Linked DNA regions of Rattus norvegicus: region 1 is linked to region 2. Evidence: chromatin contacts called from public Hi-C data. All regions are on one chromosome and are shown on one strand. The core of a region is the stretch at or near the end of the contact, and the rest is flanking DNA. Distances in the headings are between cores, read along the strand shown. Region 1 overlaps Csmd1 (CUB and Sushi multiple domains 1). Region 2 overlaps Csmd1 (CUB and Sushi multiple domains 1).

Region 1 (6,379 bases), core at 1,008-3,507, 94 kb after region 2:
ATCCAACTGAGAATACTGACCCATCAAGTCCCAGCAGACTGGACCTCTCTGCCTAGCAGACAGACCTCCCTGCTGTATGCTTTTTAGGAAAACCAATACCCAGGGTTTCTGCTGTATCTCAGACTTGGACTAACACAGTTTTTCTCTTCCAGTCATCTCCTGTGGAAGCCTGTCCTTTCCCCCAAATGGTAACAAGATAGGGACGCTCACTATGTATGGAGCCACCGCCATCTTTACCTGCAATACTGGCTACACACTTGTAGGCTCCCATGTCCGGGAGTGCTTGGCCAATGGTCTCTGGAGCGGATCTGAAACAAGGTGCCTGGGTAAGCTACTCGGAAGTTCCCATGTGGTACAATTCAAATAAACCTTGAGAATGGATCACAGTCTGGGAAGTACAAGGCTTCAGGCTCTTAAGTCTCTGGCAGCCTTTCTGAATCTGGCCATTCCATGTCTAAACTCTCGGAGTGTCTAAAAGTCTAAGAAATAAAAGATGGGCATGTTGTACATCATCTGGCATAGTTATACACATTTTACATTTTCAACAGCTTAAAATTCCATCGGGGGGGGGGGCTGGGGATTTAGCTCAGTGGTAGAGCGCTTACCTAGGAAGCGCAAGGCCCTGGGTTCGGTCCCCAGCTCCGAAAAAAAGAACCAAAAAAAAAAAAAATCCATCAGGGAACTGAGGTGTTGGTCATCAAACCAAGCTGTTTAAAGTTGTATATATCTGTAATACCATGGTTTGTTTTCCTAATGTTGTTCTTTAATAATTTTAGAGTAGAGGATGTGGACATCCTCAATGTGGACGAAGCTTTGACTGTGCAATTCAGATTTGCCAGTATTTCAGAGTTGCTCCAACTGATGTCCTTATGACCATTTCAGTGTCCTACAAATCTTTAGTATTTTATCAGTGACCTACCCATCACCAGTAGCCCCGTTCCTTCCATCCGCCCAGCCTTCTATCGCCCCTCTCCATCACCTTATTGCTTCAGTCCCCACTCCTTCTATTACCCTACTTCTCTCCAGTACCCCATCTCTCTCCTGTATCCTATCACCTAACTCTTAGTATCTCAACTATGTCATCATCTCATCTCCCTCCATTACCCCATCCTCCCAGTACCTACCTCCCTCTATTACCTCATCCTTCCATTTCCCCACCTATGTCTGTCATCCCATCTTTCTCCATCCCTCTAGCCTTCCAGTACCCTACCTTCCTTCATCAACCTTCAGGGTACTATCTCCCTCCACCATCCCATCTTTCTATCATCCCATCTCCCTTTCTCATCTCTCTTCCCCTTTCACCTTAATTCTTCAGTATCCTACCACCTCTACTGCTTCACTTCCCTCCATCATTCCTCCTTTCTAGCATCCCATCTCCTTCCATCACCCCACCTTTCTAGTACCCAGCCCCTCTCTATTACCCTGTTTTCAATGCTCTCCTTATCTTTCTCTAGCATCCTCCTATATTCTAGTACCTGTCTTACCCTTAGTCTTCCAGAAACTTATCTGTGTTTTCTTGAGTGTTCTTAAGGATTGGTGGCCATTGTAAAGCCCTTTTCAGATGGCAGTGAACATAGAGACAATGTCCCCTCTTTCTACTTCAGTGGAATTTAGCACCAAAGGGGGTGGGGTGAGTGATCCAAAACACTCAACTTCTGCTTTGGCCTGGTAGGTAAGTCTATAGGTTAGGTTGCATGGGAAGCTTGGGGAAATTAAATGATTTCCTTTCTTAGGTTCCTTATGCTCCACCAGTCAGAAATAAGTCCCTCCTTATTCTGTTATCCTTCTATCCAAACGTAAGGCTTCAATTCCACAGGTTGAGACACATGACTCTACATTGTCACAATGTGGTCTTGATAGGATGCAATCCATCTTGAAAAAATTTGGACTCACTTCTGAGCCAGGAGAAATTTAAACTGAACATAAGAAGAGCAAAACCTCCAGGGTATGAAGAAGAAAATTTGAGTGGTGAGAAGTTGGATGGGCTTGGGAAAATGCAATGAAATCAGAGGAGCATAGTATTTAACATGGAGATGAACACCCAGGAAAGGGCTGAGATGTGACACAGCCACTGTATCGCTGGCTAAACAATGGGCGGTAAATTTAGTGTAAAGATTTTTCAGCTGAGAAATATAATTTCACAGTGACCATTGAAACTTGACTTTGAGATTCATAATCTGCCTAATATGGTAATGAGCATATCCCTGTGCTGGAGTAACAGATTGCTGGTGGGTAGATCACATAATCTAACCCAACAAGAATGTAGACCCAGGGGAAGCCACAGCCAGCTGTGCAGCCTGTGGAATATGTGGGTGAGTGGATGAGCAGGAGGGAGCAGAGCTGAGCTATTGCCAAGGTAGATAGATGGTGGGATAGTCAGACAGATGGATCAATAAAGGCACATTCTTAAACCTGGCACAGATACTGTATATCTGGCACCATAATTGCTTCAGAGTTCCGGAGCCCACATGCTAACTGGATGCCTCATGAGAGATAATATCTGTGAATGCTGTCTTTAATGGTAACCCAGGTATGGCGGTTTGCAGCTTCATTTTATTGAATTCATATCAGAACATGAAGTAAGCGCATGTTACTCCTGACGTGGAACAGAAAAAGGTTTAGAGAAATGAGGAGCTTGCCCATGGTCACGTTTCACTGGTAATGAAAATAGCCTTGAAATATAGGCTGTGTGGTTACAGACCAGGAGCTCTCAATCAAGTGCTCCTCCACTGAAAAAAAAACTCCTTCCTAAAAGGTGGTGCAAAGGGCAGCTGTACTCTCCCGCCAAGTCTGAGCGACAAGGAGACAGTATCAGAGGGCCTGGGTATGACAGGAAGGGTGTTCTTCCCCTCCTAGGACACCGCATGCCTCAACCCCACAGAGCCAGTGACCTCTCCATATGCATAAATGTTCTTGCTCATCCATGAATCTATTACTTTTCTTCTGTGTTGTGATTTGTTATTTGATATTCAAATCAGTGTTTCATCTGTTTCCTTGCTAGGGCCTTCTCGAGAGCACTCTGGCTTTCTTCCGAGCAGAGTGACCTTGAGAGACCTGCAGATCTACCGCTGCAGTATGGCAGCTGACTCGGTGGTCACTATGGAAAATGACTTTCAGAATCAATCATGCCATTTGGTGAAGATATTTTTTAACTAAAGTATTTTTGTATAATATATTCTAGTCATGGTTTCCCCTCCCTACTTCCCAGTACCTCTCCACCCCCCCCATCCATATCTATACCCTTTTGGTCTCTCTAAGAATAGGAACAGGTATGTAAAGAATTATAATAAAATAAGATAAAACAAAACCAAACACATCAGAAAGGCAAAACACCCAAACAAGGAAAAGAGACAAAGAAAAAGCACAAGAAATACATTTAGACTCTGTGCATATACACAGGAATCCCATAAAATCATAAAACCAGACACCACTATATATACACAAAGGACTCATAGTGGGGAAAAAGACCCCATTAATGCCCTTGAGTTTATTTGGCCATCTACTGCTGGGCATGTGGTCTGTGTTTAAGAGTGGTTTGTTTCCCTAGTGAGACTCCCTTCCAGAAAACTAAGTTTTCATTTGCAAGTGAATACTAACTGGAGATAGCTTCTGGGGTAGGCATGGGGGCATGTTTCTACTTCTCTTTCCAGCTCAAGGACCCCAACTTGTACACACTCAGGCAGGCACTGTGCATGGTGCATAGTCTCTATAAGTTCACATGTGCATCAGTCCTGTAATACATAGAAGGCCTTGATTTCTTGGTATATCAATCTGGACATTTTGGTGAAGATATATTTTTTCCAAAAATAAAGTGTTCATATTTTTAAATTCAGAAAACAATCTGTATAATAACATGGCCTCAAGTCAAAGAGAGATTATCTCTTGATAAGACAAAATAATAACCCTCAATTCTGTGGCTTTGAGAAAAAAGACACTGCAATGAGAAGAACTCAGGAAGTACCCAAAGACAGGAAGAGAGGATCAGTTATTCTACAGGGAGCTGGAGGCAGCAGGCGTGTTTCCCTGGATGTAGTCAGTGACAGAGTGAAAGACAAGATCTTATAAGGGAAATATACCATGGTCTGGAGACAATAAACAGCGCTGAGAAATGGCGGTACTCAATTGCCCATGCCCACGGCTGTTCTTCCATATTTTCCACATAACTCAGTTCTACTGTCAGGATGTTCCACTCTCCCACTCCATTCTTTGTGCATCTGAGTATTCCATACCCAGCATCTTAGGGTTATTATTGCCGTGTTAGAATTCCATGGTCACAAACTATTTAAGGAAGTTTATGGTCCCTCATCACAGTCCATCACGGAGGAGGGTCAGGGCAAGAACGTGAAATCAGGGCTAATGGATAGGGGAACACTGCTTCCTGGCTTATTTATTCTTTGAGCATTAAACAATCTGTTTTCTTATACATCCTGGGATCATCTGACCAGGGATAGCACCACCACCCATAGTGGCCCGATCTCTCCTATAGCAACCACTTACTAAGAAAATATACTCAGGACTTGCCTAGAGGTAAATCTTCTGCATCTCAATTGAGAATCCCTTTTCCCAAGTGATTCCAGCATATGGCAAGTTGGCATGAAATGAGCGTAAGCACACGGCTTCTTGATGTCAGTTCTGTAGAGAGCCTAGAGTAGTCACTGAGGATGGATGTGCCCTTATGGTAATGGATCTGTGTGACCTTAGTTTATGAAGAATGTCTGGGAAACATTTTAGCATTATTTAGCCAACAGAAATATGGGAAATAATAAGTAGATCATTTTCAATATCTGAAATGCCATGGGATGAAAGATGCAACGAGCGTGTTATGGTTGTTTTTCTTGTCTTGGACAGCCGTGGAAAGGTTGGGAGAGATACCATGGAAAGCTATGGTGGGAAGAATAAAGCTAACTAAGTTCTTGTGCTTGGGGTGGGATGAGGGTCTGTGTTGGTGTCAAAAATGTGGTCAGTAACAGTAGACACCATATCCTGGAAAATTAGGTTTCAGACAAAGTGTAAAAGCCATGAGAACAATAGATCAAGTTAGGATGGCAGATCTCTTTAGCATCACAGTGGAGTTTCATTTCAGAAGAGAGCTGCCCACCTATGCTCTGTCCCAAGCGCTTCTGTGGATCCAAACTGTATTCAGTCTCAGCCCCTTGATTCCCAGAATTGTAGAAGATATAATGGTAGATGTTTGGTACAGGTTATGGGTGGGAAGTCTCCTATTATTATGAGGAGTACCCAGAGGAATATTTTGCTTTGCATGGTCCTTCAGTTAGTTAAGTTAGTTAGTTAGTTAGTTAGTTAGTTAGTTAGTTAGTTAGTTAGACGTACTCTGTCTTGTATCTGGTACTCTAGATGTGTCCACTGATGTTCACAACAAAGAATATTTCCGGTCATTGAATAGAAACGAGTCAGTATTTAAAAGGATGATTATGCACTAACCATCCCTTGTGGAATTTTCTAAATAAAAGCTGTATTTAAGGAGAGGAAGGACAATTTTCTTGGCTCACACTCAAGACTAAAATTCCGTCCCTACTCTGAGTTCTAAAGTTCTGAGTGAGGCTGGTGTTTGTGAGTGTGTGTGTGTGTGTGTGTGTGTGTGTGTGTGTGTATGTGTGTGTGTGTGTGTGTCCCCTTGCAGATGAATTCACTGTGAAGGCATGCACATATGTGTCATGACACAGGCTCACCTAAACTCCAAGAGCACATTGTGGATGAATGCACTCCTGCACTGTGACTGTGGCCTATAGAATTCTCTAAGTTACTACAGACTTGCTCTGTGTTTCCATCTATGAAGCACAATGCTGTATATCAATCTAGCCTGGATCATTAAGCCACAAGGGCACAGACCCCATATCTCCCCTACCAGGCGCCTCAAACCCATCAGGGAATTTTTATGATCACAGAGTTCTCATAATTATTTTCTTTATTTATCTTCTTTGTAGTAATTTCCCTTAAACCCAACAGTGATCACAAAAGCTAGAAGAAAATGGTATACTTATTATCTAAGGCCCCTGTTGTAAAGGTGTTCATTAATCTCTTGATAACACACTTATGCCATGTAGATTAGCACAGAATGACCCCTCGGGTCTCCCACTGGGTTGCCTCTTCAATCCTTGCTGTCAAGAATGCCTCTGATAAGGAACACTATATAAAAACCTCAACCTTCCAGTACAATGGATTGTTGCTTGAAGTAGATTTGCATTTGTTGAACTATAAAAACTACAAAGACACAAATCCTTTTGTGAACATAATATGGTGACATTCACAAAGGCCAAAGTATCTAGATATTATTGTTCAAAGCTGTAATTTAGATATTTTTAGAGGTTGAGGGGAATAAAATTAGAATATACTCTTCAAATACCTTGTAGATATAGAG
Region 2 (6,464 bases), core at 1,509-4,008:
AAAATTGCTGAATTTTTTTTTCTTTTAACTATGCTTAGGAGTTTTAAGGGAAGCATTAAAATTCTGCAAAGACCTTAACTCTTTTGAAGTAAAAATGAATAAGCCCTTTAGCAGTATAATACCGTAACTGAATATTGACAAATTGACAGTATAGATTAACTCCCTGATTAAAGTAATCATTATATACATATGTTTGTGTGTGTGCACGCATGTGTGTGTGTGTGTGTAAATTACAAATGTACTTCAATGATGATCTTATATTAGTAATACTCATAAGCTCCCAGACATCATTGGTGGGCTGAACTTGGGCAAGACCTTCATTGTACACCAGTACATTAGACAGTTCTCTCTGTCTCCTGTAATGAGTTCTGCACCCCTCCTGAGAGGTGCTGTCAATAAACATCATATCACCAGTAAGATAAACTGCCCACCTAACTTCTCAGATATTGATCTCTATTTAATCATTCACTGATGCAAAAGGTTTTCTGTAAATTTTTTCAAAAATATTCTCTCAACCTGCTTTAGGTTCCCTCTATCTCTACCAGAAATGCTTTGGTGAATATTAGCCAACCATTACACCTCCCCCATTATATCCTAACTGCATTGAGGAACTTGACATCTTCTAAGTGATGTAAATTCGAGCTTCTTTCTCTCATCCTTGAAAATTTCATAGGAGCTTCTGAGATTGTGAGGTCTACCAAATAATCACAGACTTCTGAAACTGTGTGTGTGTGTGCATGTGTGTGCGCATGTGTGTGTGCATGTGTGTGCGCATGTGCGTGTGTTACATGATTCAAAAGACATTAAAGGACATACTTTGATAAGATTTTGTTCCTGATATTCCATTTTCAATGCAATGTCACTTAATTATTTTAACATGCAAATGTGTTTTGGGTTTTACAAATGTAGGAACTACTCCAAGTCTTGATTCGAGCACAGGAAACATAGGGTAGCTGAAAACTTATTTACCAAAGGTTTACCAATTCTTGGGGGTATCCAAGTGTGGTGCTTAATCTTGGTTGTCAACTAGATGGGATCTATAAACACTTGGACCATGGGCCTCTGGGCACGTCTGTTCTTGTGGTGTCTTTAAAGGGAGCAGAGGTCTGGGATTCCTATTTTGATTATTTACAGATCTAACTTATTGTTTTAAAAATGTAAATATGCAGGCTGTGATGGTCACTTGTGATCACAGCGTTCAGAGTGAGAGATAAGAGGGACCCAGGAACTTCAGCTCTTCTTTGGCTACACAGTGAATTTGAGGCCAACCAGGGATACATATTTAAAATCCAATGCTTTTATTACTTTTTATTACTCTGCTAACATGATATTAATTAGTTAAGTAGCAAACAAGCACAGTCAAATTATTTGTTTTAAAATTGTGGTAAGAATTGAAAATGTCCTAAATATGCTCATGGGAAATTAAATAATATTGGAATCTAATATGCCACATTATTCAATGTATTGTTCTGATATGAATGTTTTTCTACTCTAGAAGCTCTTAACAATATAGATACTTACATTCTAAGAAGACACATCTAGCATCATATTTCCTCAGATCTTAAGGACAATCAATAGCACATATTGCCAGTGATCAAATATGCATTTCAAGTACACAGTACCCTAATTTGAGTATATAATACCTCAAAGTTAATGGCGGGTCAGAAAGTCTTCTTTAGGGCAAGTGTGCTAAGTTGTATCGGAAACAGGGAAGCTTTCACGGGGAGCTGGAGATCAGCAAGCACATTGGATTCATCTATAAAGATGCTGATGACTTTGTGTGGTGGTTTGAATGAGATGTCCCCCATAGTCTGAGCATTTGAATACTTGGACTTTAGTGGGTGGCTTTGGGGAAGGCTTAGGAGGTGTATCCTTACTAAAGGAGGTAAGTCCATTGGGGAGGGCTTTGACCTTTCAAAAGACTCTTGCTGTTTCCAGTTTGTTGTCTCTGCTTGGTGTTTTCCCTGTTTGCCTTTGGAAATGTAAGTTGTCAGCTGCTGCAGTTGCTGCTGCTGCCATTATGGCTGGCTGCGGCTATGTTTGACTTCCCCATGTGATGGTAATGGACTTGCATCCCTCTGAATCCTTAAGGCTGAACAAACCTTTCCTTCTATGAGTTGCCTTGGTCATGGTATTTTGTCACAGCTGTATAAAAGTAACTAATGCAATAAATTGACAAAGTGCTAACAAATAGAAACAACAGATATGTCAGACATTGGAAGACATTAGAGCAGCATAAGTATATTAGAATGCCAGCTACTTTTAATGAATTATGTAACTTCACTTAATATACCTGCCTGGCCAGTTGGTCTGTATGAGTATTAAGGATTTTAATTAAATCCAAATATCTTAGAGCTGCTTATTTTGATTTAAGTAGAGTGAGAAGAATCATGAACATGGAGTTTCATTCAGTTTACAGTAAATCCATGTATATTTTATTTGAGATTTTCCCCTATTAATATATCATACCCTGAGAATACTCCAATAGAAATCTGTCATGGCTGAGGCTTCAGACAAACTCTGGTCCTCTTATTCAGAATCCCTGACACGGCAGTAAGCACCCACACGGGTAGATTTATTTTTGTATAATTGAGGAAAAGTTCAAGTGTACTGTTTGACATTTAACAACCCTAGCTGAGTCTAATGGTTTGACTGTTCTGAACCAGCTGTCGCTCTAGTAAGCTTAAGTGGAGCGATTCCGGAATTCGTGATGGATCTAACTCCATGGCAAAGACAGCTGGCAAGGCTGTATTTTTAGCCATCTTCCCCTTTCATGCATAAGTGTGACAAATTTAACCAGCACGCCCACCTAGTGGCCCAGTGGAAAGTAGGAAAGTAGGATGCTTCACTTTCTCCTACAAAATGGGAGCATGTTCAGATGTATGTCTTTGGAGACTGCAAAGTTGTTAATTTTGGCTTATTTGGTAAAGAACTGTTTGTCTCTGAAAAACATTCAATTTTTACGGCATCTGCCCCTTTAATCTTAAAACACAGGAGTTCATTATTTAGCAGGAAAAGTGATTTTTAGCTAGTGACTGTGATATTTTAGGCCAAGTTTTTCACCTATTTATCCACTATTAAATAACAGTTGTGGTCTACTTTGTCCTATGTGGTGTATTTCTAACAGATATGTGCTAATCGTTTATCCCAGTTTTGGTCACTGTGATACATCATCACAGGCTCACTTCTCACATAAGCTCATCTCTCACGATCCTGGGACTGGAAGCCCAAGGTCAAGATTGATAAAGTCTTCTGTTGAAGACATATATGTTGGGTTTGCAGGTCCTGTGAAGGGTTCTTATAGCAAACGTCCTTCCTACAATAGCACTGACCTCATTGAAAGAATCCGTGTCAACTCTAGTCCCTCTCTAAAGGGACCAATTTAACATCACATTAGGTGTTAATAAAATGTCAACTTGTGAACTTTCAATGGACAGATAGATATTCATCCCATAACAATAAGAAAGCAAGAAAAAGAAAAGGAAAAAGAAAAGGAGGAGGGAGAAGAAGAAGAGGAACAAGGGAAGGAGAAGGAAGAGAAAAAGTTTGCCTCCCTAGGTTCTTGATGTGAAATTGAGGAAGTTGATGTGGCATCAACTGTAACTTCAACATAAACGTAGGACTGTGCTGCAGAGCTCGGTGACTCATGATTGGTGCCACTTGGCTTTGGTTATAGAAAAACCTTACCTGGATACATCACTAACCATGGTTCCACAGACTAGGTTATTGGGCCAGTGAGTGCTTCCTAAGTCTTGTGCAGAACTCACATGGGTCATGAAAGCAAGAAAACCTTGGAAACCCAGGGCTGAGTAAGGCGAGAAAAGGTGGGTCAGTGATGGTGATCTGCGCCTCAGTCCTCTTCGTCAATAAAATGCTGCTATACTCCGTGACACTTCATGAGAGATAAATTACTCAACTTCGTTCATGGATACTAGAAACATAATCCCTAGGCTTTATAGAAGCCTGAGATCAAAAAATGTAAGAAATAAAAAAGGTATTTGTTACTTGTGTCAATACTGAAAACACATAGGCTCTTGGACCTACATGGTACTCTAGACAATCAATAAAACAATAGTTTCTCTTAACACATTATTTTAATAATTTAGTTTATAAATACTTTTGTTCTAGATATTTGGCCTTTTAAAGAGTGTCTTATAAGAATCTTGGTATACAGGGTGATACATCTGCCTATATGGTCATATTACTCATCCTTTTCTTCCTCAGACTCTCCTAAGTCAAGTTTAGTCTTCTCTTTAGGTTCATTTACCAGCACATGGTCACAAACTTTATGCAATTTTTATTTAATGAGATGGTAGTAGTTTAAATGAAATGTCCCACATAGGCTCATAGTAGTATCATTTAAAAGGATTAGGGGTTGTAGCCTTGTTGGAGTATATATGGCCTAACTAGAGAGTGTGCCACTTAGGGTAGACTTTGAGGTTTCAGGAATATAGGCCAGGTCCTCTCTCCTCTCTCCTCTCCTCTCTTCTCCTCTCCTCTCCTCTCCTCTCCTCTCCTCTCCTCTCCTCTCCTCTCCTCTCCTCTCCTCTTCTCTCTCTCTCTCTCTCTCTCTCTCTCTCTCTCTCTCTCTCTCTCTCTCTCTCTCTCTTTCTCCTGCTGCTGCCTGTGGGTTCAAGTGTAGAGCTCTGGGGTTCTTCTGCACATCATGTCTACCTGCATGTGCTATGCTTTTCACCATGATGAAAATGGACTAAACTTCTAAACATATAAGCCAGCCCCAATGAAGTGTTTTTCTTTATGAGAATTGCCATGGTCAAGATGTTTCTTCATAGCAATAGAAATCCTAACTAAGAGATATCACTGGTTATCAACAAAACTTATGTTTTAAGATACACAAAACTGACATAGACTCAATGAGAAGAAATTTTCAATAGGTGTGGTGATATGTACCTGACATCCCAGCATTTGAGGGGCTGAAATGGAAGAGTTGAGATTTTAGGCCAGCCTTGTATACAGAGCAATTGAACCTGCCTCAGAGAAACCTATAATGAATTCATAAATCTGAATTCATATCTACTTGTATTATACAGAAGAACTGTTTTTTAATTATAAATGTTGTATTCTTTACAAAAGTGCTACAGCTTATAAGCATTTGTCAGCTGAAAATATCATCAGTCTAAAATGCACAAGATACCACTTGTACCAGCTGCCCGCACTCCTGATCCGTAGCAACTAGAATCTGTGCAGCTTTACAACAAATTGTCTTACCCTGTATCACCAGTCAGGAGAAAACATCGAAATTAAGTGCTCCAGTTTGGGTCTTACTGAGTGCACATTGGTTACTACCTCATAGAACTAAAAGTCTCTATTTTGAAACACTGTCAATAGGGAACATTTTTGCTTATAATATAGCATGGTTAACTTTTATTTTTCTTTTCAAAATTAAAAGATTGTCTTTTCTGTCCACATAGTGTAATGATGACAAACCACTGTATTGAATTGGTGTCTGCATGCATAAGGGTGTGTTTATGTCCTAATTAGCTTGAATTGTCAACTTTACATACCCTAGAGCAGTGATTCTCAACCAGTAGGTCACAACCCATTTTGTGTAGAGCAACCTTTTCATGGGTGTCCCCTAAGACCATGTACATATCAGATATTTACATTATAATTCATAACAGTAGCAAGATTAAAGTTATAAGGGAACAACAAAAATGTTTATGGTCAGAGTCACCACAGCATGAGGAACTATGCTAATGCTGAGGATTCAGCATTAGAAAGATTGAGAACCACTGGCCTACACTTATCTGAGAAGAACGACTGTTGAAGAATTACCCAGATCCAATTATCCTGTGGATATGTCCATGAGGATTGTCTTGATTATCAATTGGTGTTGGCTGTCCTAGTCCACTTTGGGCAGTACCATTCCCCAGGCAGGTGGTCATGGGGTCACCTATGAGAAAGCTAGTTGAGCATAAGCACATGTGAATCTGCAAGCCACACTCCTCCATAGCTTCTGCTTCAAGTTCCTCTTTTATTTCCTGCCCTGATGTCCCTCAATGATAAACTACAACCTGGAATTGTAAGCCAAATAGATAGATCCCTTGATCCCCTTAAGCTGCTTTTGGTCTGAGGGTTTCATCCCAATAGGATAAAGCTAGAAGATTGCACTTTGTCTTCCCTCTGCCAAATACTCCAATTCAAGTCTCTCCACTTGGATCTACATCCTACTTCCCTCCTTTTTGCTTATTAGGTTTATTGTAGTTTTGAGCTCTTCAGGCAGAGTAACATGCTCATGAGTTGTAAAGAATACAAGCTATGCCAGTAGCCATGAGAGCAATTCCCAGTTGAGAAAAGTCCTTTGACGTCATCTGAGTTTGTAAGTTCTACAGAGCTCCTGGTTAGTCTATGGGTATGTGTTTGATTTCAAAGCATGTGTCTGGCATGTGCTGTCTATAATTTTCACTTCTGAGATTCAAGCGAACTCACTGTGAATTTTTCTG

Evidence for each region. A called contact is a pair of places that touch in the nucleus more often than the background predicts.
Region 1: a contact with region 2 is called in a Hi-C map of frontal cortex, with 1.7 times the contacts expected there. The contact joins two enhancer-like sites. A contact is called at or near these places in 2 of 12 Hi-C or Micro-C datasets (frontal cortex and liver).

What each region holds. Positions count from the first base shown.
Region 1 is chr16:80,466,609-80,472,987 of GRCr8, forward strand. It overlaps Csmd1 (CUB and Sushi multiple domains 1), which reads left to right. Exons shown (of 70, transcript NM_001037327.2): 52 at 153-326. Among named protein-coding and RNA genes, the nearest start is that of Myom2, 820 kb to the right of the region's middle. Within about 2 kb of position 2,258, at least 12 of the 93 cell types and tissues checked have an H3K27ac peak or open chromatin away from gene starts, as enhancers often do.
Region 2 is chr16:80,372,218-80,378,681 of GRCr8, forward strand. The region is part of intron 37 of Csmd1 (CUB and Sushi multiple domains 1); the gene reads left to right. Among named protein-coding and RNA genes, the nearest start is that of Myom2, 920 kb to the right of the region's middle. Within about 2 kb of position 2,759, at least 10 of the 93 cell types and tissues checked have an H3K27ac peak or open chromatin away from gene starts, as enhancers often do.